2 separate regions of the Sus scrofa genome follow, and region 1 is linked to region 2. Evidence: chromatin contacts called from public HiChIP or PLAC-seq data. All regions are on one chromosome and are shown on one strand. The core of a region is the stretch at or near the end of the contact, and the rest is flanking DNA. Distances in the headings are between cores, read along the strand shown.

Region 1 (2,914 bases), core at 72-2,571, 590 kb after region 2:
CTCTGTTGACTCAGCTGTTATTTCTCAGCTTTGAGCAATTATTGTCACTTGAGAATTCTATCCACTGGTTACACAACTTTTCATTTTTTAAAGAGAAGTCCAAAATCTAGGATTTTAGATGGCATCTCCAGAATTTTAATTATTTACAACAAATGCAAATTATAAAGAAAAAACACTGAGCCAAATGAAATGCAACTGCAAATTTGATTGAGCCTGTGAGTCGTCTTTGCTTTGTCCAATTTGTGATAAATGGGAAGATCCTCCCAGACTCATTCTTACTTGTACCCAAGTCATTCTGTGACTGCTGAACTCCTCAGACTTTGTCAACACTTAGTTGTCTCATATGCCATCTTTTCAGTATCCAATTCCTTGCTATTTCAAGGGTAAATTAGGCAATATATTGACCTCATTCATTCTAATGGGAATTTTTGCTAGGGTCTTTCCTTCCTTCTGTGTTTTTATACATACACACACACACACACACACACACATATTTGGCTATGCCTATGGCATGCAGAGGTTCCTGGGCCAGGGATTGAATCTGTGTCACAGCAGTGACAACACCAGATCCTTAACCCACTAGGTCACCAGGTAACCTCAAAGATAGATATTTTAGGGATAAAACTATAGGGATAATATTCATGAGGCTCTCGTCTAAATTGGAGATTTTCCATGGTGGGCCAGAGGGAGATATTTAGGTATAATGGTAAGTGGTACTTTGTGTTTTTTTCCAAGTCACAGATATCAGCAAGCTGCCAGAGTCTAGGGCCAGGTCTGAAAACAGTTTGAACTTACATCACTGTGGTGCATGGTCTTCATCATTATCAGTGTCAGTGTCAGGTATGGGCAGACTTACAAAGGACCATTAACCACTCTTGTTAGTTTTCCCTTTCTAAAGTTGAGGGTGCTTTCAGTGTTGACAAGCACCATGTTTTAAAAAGTTGTTTGTTTATACACCTGGTCACTGGTTCCATTTGGCATGACCTACATTACCTAAGTGCTGTTTGGCATGCTTAATGAGATCCCCACTACCACCTCGAGCTCTTAAAACAGTTAAGTGAAAGATTTAGTTTCCACAAATAGAGGAGACTTGGTCCTATGAGCATATTTTTGTGACTTTCTGGCCTTCTCTGCCCATTGGCCTGGAAGGCACCCACGTTGAGCCCACCTTGTTTTAATTCAGTGACACCAGTGAAATGTCTGCTGTTCCCATCTTGTCAGACTGCCAACAGAACTTACACAAACTCAATGACAAGCCTTACATGGCTAGCTGACCAGCTCTCCCCAGGCTACCCCAGCTCCCTCTCAGGAATAATAAGGTTCTGTGCCAGGACTGTACACATCCAAGATCCCAGTATGAGTCATTCTTTTGCCCCAGGGTCGATAAAGATTGAATCAGTGAGTTGGAAAAAAAGATGGTGATTTGGTTCTTTTTATTCCCCTTGGGAAGTAGGGTGGGGATTAGGACAAACTCATCTATTTTAGATGCTTATTTGCAAAATTCATGTATAGTCCCCTTCCACGAGTGAGGTTTCGACCCTGGTGCACAGCTTTTTCATTAAAGAGAGGAAAGTGGAACTGTTTTCATGTCCTTTTTGGGTAATTCTTTTGAAGCTAGCACCACCGTGTGGATAAAGTGGATGCTGACTTTTCTTTGGCTTGTGTAACTGGCCAGCACTGTGCTTCTGGCAACGTGATTTTGGTATCTTCTCGCCTGTTTTCATCTTTTCTGAGTCATCGCAGAGCAGCATAGTGATAGAAATATTTTTTGCAGCAGTGTCATACAGTGTTGGGCTCTCAAGGATCTTGTGCTTGTACAAAATGACTGAACCACATATGCAGGAAGACGACAGTGGCAGATTCACAGAACAGCTTTGTATCAGGCAGAGTGTAAATTAGATACCAAGTTTGGGGTTAGCCACTGGGCTCCAAAGTGGATGTTACCAATATGGACTCTGTAATAAACATCAGGATCTGTTCTGAGGCAACTTTCTGATCTTTATTACCCAAGAGCTGCAGGCTGAATCAGAGGAAAAGAAGAGATGTAAAAATCTGCTGGTAGGGTACAAAAGCATTTTACTAAACCACATGGTTTGCTTCCTGTGGGGTGGGAAAGTGAGGTGGAGCCTCTCAAGACTCTTTCAGGATAATGAAGAGGAAAGAAAAGAACAAGATAGGCCAGTTCTATTGACTGTGGTTTTAAGTCCTAAGAGCATGGAGGGAAGTGGCTAGCAAAGAGAGGACAAAGTCTTTTACCTCGATAGTGGCTTTTTTTGGTGGTGTGGCACCAAGATTCCTGGAGAGGGGTGAACCTGCTTCTTCTTGAGGGGTCAGTTCATTTCCAAATGGGCTGGTGTGTGTTTATTGGGATTGGGCTCTAACAGGTGAAGCTAGGGAAAGGTGCTACTTATAAAGATCTGGCACTATTTAACTCCCAATAGGCCACTCTTCCAGTCTTATTCGTCATGTAGTCTGCTAATGCCAAAGAGAAGTTTTACCACATTTAAAACAGAAAGCTGGAGTTCCCGTCGTGGCGCAGTGGTTAACGAATCCGACTAGGAACCATGAGGTTGCGGGTTCGGTCCCTGCCCTTGCTCAGTGGGTTAACGATCCGGCGTTGCCGTGAGCTGTGGTGTAGGTTGCAGACGCGGCTCGGATACTGCGTTGCTGTGGCTCTGGCGTAGGCCAGTGGCTACAGCTCCGATTAGACCCCTAGCCTGGGAACCTCCATATGCCGCGGGAGCGGCCCAAAGAAATAGCAAAAAGACAAAAAAAAAAAAAATAAAACAGAAAGCTGTGATTGTAGAAATTTGGAAGAGTGAACAACAAAGCAGGATGGAGTTCCTGCTATGGGGCAGTGGGTTAAGGATCTGGTGTTGCTGGAGGGTGTAGGTCATAGCTGTGGCTATGATTC
Region 2 (2,940 bases), core at 225-2,724:
ACAAGCCTGTGGTTGACCAACAAATTCTTTCTTTATATGCTATTGGTTGGCATCATATAGTGGGAGTTCCCGCAGTGGTGCAGTGGAAATGAATCTGACTAGTACCCATGAGGATGTGGGTTCAGTCCCTGGCCTCCCTCAGTGGGATGGGGATCCAGTATTGCCATGAGCTGTAGTGTAGGTCACAGACATGGCTTGGATCCCATGTTGCTGTGGCTGTGGTGTAGGCTGGCAGCTGTAGCTCCGATTTGACCCCTAGCCTGGGAATCTCCTTATGCCTTGGGTGCAGCCCTAAAAAGAAAAAAAAAATCATACAGTGATTTCTTTGGAAAATATTTTAGACTGTGTTAAAAACACCATTCAGGGAGTTCTCTTGTGGCACAGCAGATTAAGGATCCAGCAGGTTAAGGATCCAGCATTGTCACTATTGTGGCTTGAATCACTGCTGTGGCATGGATTCAATCCCTGGCCTGGAAACTTCTGCATGCCATGGATGCAGCCAAAAAAAAAAAATCATTCAGGGACATAGGTAACTAAAAATATATGCCTCATTCTATTTTGCTTGATCCTCAGTTTCTTTGGCCTAAAGGAATATCTAGAAGTAATACTAATCTTAAGATTTCAGGACATTGCTGTGTGCCATTTGGAAGCAGATGAAGATGAAGGAGGATGAAACCTGAAAGATTTGAAGTAGGCATTAAGAGGGTAAATTTACAGTTTCTCTCTCCAACTCCAGGTAGCCTTCTCTTTTCATTTTTTTCTCTCCAGACTTTTCATTTATCTAGGTCAAGGTCAGTGGCATGAGGAGTAAGACGGTTCTCCTTTCCTTCCTCACGTTGCAGCTTTCCCCACAAAGAGGACTTTCTCTAATTTTCTGGGAGAACTGGCTTTCTGGAAATCAACATTTTCTATATAAAATGGAAAGTTCACCCTGGGGTTGCCAGGAACAGTGGTGGTGGCATTAAGAGAAAAGAGAAGGTTAATTCACCAACCAACTGATAACCACTGCACACAGGATCAAACTACTTTCATTTCATATTCATTATCAAACTACTTTCTCACACCTTCTTATCAGTGGCTGGAGCTCCCCAGTTATCTACAAAGCAACTTCTCTTGAAAGAATCCATTTTACACTTCTTGGCTCTACCCCTTTAGCATCCAGCTTAAATTCATTGATCCAAGTTTTCCGTTTACTGCACGCCTTTCGCACTTGGGGAAACGCATGAGCTTTCGTGCCTGTGGCCATTCCCCAGAAGCAGTATTCTTTTAGATGGTTTTTCTTGTCTTTGTCCTCACCCTGGGTTGAGGGAGGATTTAAAAGACTGGCAGCTTTCCATAATGTGTTTTCCTTCTCTCATGATCAAACATGGCCTAGGCTTCCCAGAATTTTTCTCCCACTCAGGTTCTCATCTCTAAGTTTTCTCTGATCCGAGAGGCTCTTCCAGGAATCAGTGTTTAAGATGACGTGCCAGAAGGTCAGCCCCTTCTCTGGCCCGCAGGCTGCAGACATCACTTCCTCAGTGGTCCTGGCTTCCTTCCACACTCCAGGAACGTATTTATTCCAGGAGGGCTTGTCAAGAGTGAGATGGGTTAGCAGCTTCCTAAGCATAGAGAGGGGATCCACAGTCACCACTTCCACCCTCCCACCTCCACTATTTCCAGGGCCCCCAAAGCAGATGTTTCTCATTGAGACAGTGCATTTCCGCACAGTTCCTCTTCAGGAACTGGCCGCCTGAGGACTGCCCACTTCATCATTTGGTTGGTAGTCTATGGTCAGCCCTGAGCACTTCTGAGTCACATTTCTGGGAAGCCCAGCCTGCTACCATCTCTTTTATCTCTCACTCTCTCTCTCTCTTGCTCAGTGAAAGAGCAAAATTAACTTGCTAAACATTACAGGGTGAAGGATGCTTTCTTAAGGATTTTTAACTACCCAGTGCAGAGCAAAGCACCCCTACTTAAATGACTTATTTCCCTTCTTAGCTGAGTATAATATCCTTTGTACCATTTCTATCACTCTACCTGGGTTAAAAATGATACTTATCATGGCGTTTTCTCATGGCGCAGACTTTAAGGATCTGTTGTTGTCACTGCAGCAGCTCGGGGCTTGGGTCAGTGCTGTGGCATAGGTTTGATCCCTGACCAGGTAACTTCCATACACCACAAGGGCAGCCAAAAAAAAAAAAAAAAAGAAAGGAGGGAGGGAGGGAGGGAGAAAGGAAGAAAATGATACCTATCTTAAAGTTTAAGATAACACTTTTAAATAATAAATAGTTATTTAAATAATAAGATCAAACATACACATGAAATGCCCATAAGTTCCTTAAAAACAGTAATGTTTGTATTTCATATATATAATTCATAGTAATAAACTCACATTACAATGCTCTGAGATAGGTACTATTATTAGGTCCATTTTACAGACCAGAAAACTGAGGAAGAGAAAGGTAAAGTCAATTCCCTGTTCAGCTAGTATAGTGATTGGCAGAGCTGGTGTTACTTTTTTCCTCCCAGACTCTTTGTCCTGATGGTCTCCTCACTGAGTCTAAAGGGATAGCCTGGGGAGAGGAAGCTGAGCTGCCACCTGGCAATGGAGCATTGACTAGGTGGGCACTGCCCTGCCTCCTCCCCCTGCATTCTCAGTCAGGTGAGATGGGCCGCTGGTTCTACTGTACTTAGGGCCAGTGGGAGCTAAATCCAAGGTCCAGTGGATGGAAAATTACTAAGAGGAGACATCAAAGGTAGGGTATTGTTGCTAGACTGGCCTAACAAGATTCTTGCCTGCCAAAGGTAGGCCAAGGACTTAGACATCAAAGGTGGGGGATGAAGTTGTTAATCAGATACCAAGGATGGGGGGATTCTTGCTAAACTGACTTAGCAGGATTCTTGCTATAACTTCACCAAATAGGCCCAAGACGGGACAAGGTCAGCACTTTCCAGAGA

The links. HiChIP or PLAC-seq counts read pairs in DNA pulled down with a chosen protein or histone mark.
Region 1: a contact with region 2 is called in an H3K27ac HiChIP or PLAC-seq map of alveolar macrophages. The contact joins two enhancer-like sites. A contact is called at or near these places in 1 of 47 Hi-C or Micro-C datasets (embryonic fibroblasts) and 1 of 2 datasets of contacts at active chromatin or transcription factors (alveolar macrophages).

The regions. Positions count from the first base shown.
Region 1 is chr1:133,272,475-133,275,388 of Sscrofa11.1, forward strand. No RefSeq gene overlaps it. Among named protein-coding and RNA genes, the nearest start is that of TMCO5A, 110 kb to the right of the region's middle. Within about 2 kb of position 1,322, at least 20 of the 83 cell types and tissues checked have an H3K27ac peak or open chromatin away from gene starts, as enhancers often do. A contact at or near this core is called in alveolar macrophages, where this site is marked.
Region 2 is chr1:132,680,622-132,683,561 of Sscrofa11.1, forward strand. All of the region lies in intron 2 of LOC110261469 (a long non-coding RNA gene), which reads right to left. Among named protein-coding and RNA genes, the nearest start is that of RASGRP1, 20 kb to the right of the region's middle. Within about 2 kb of position 1,475, at least 4 of the 83 cell types and tissues checked have an H3K27ac peak or open chromatin away from gene starts, as enhancers often do. A contact at or near this core is called in alveolar macrophages, where this site is marked.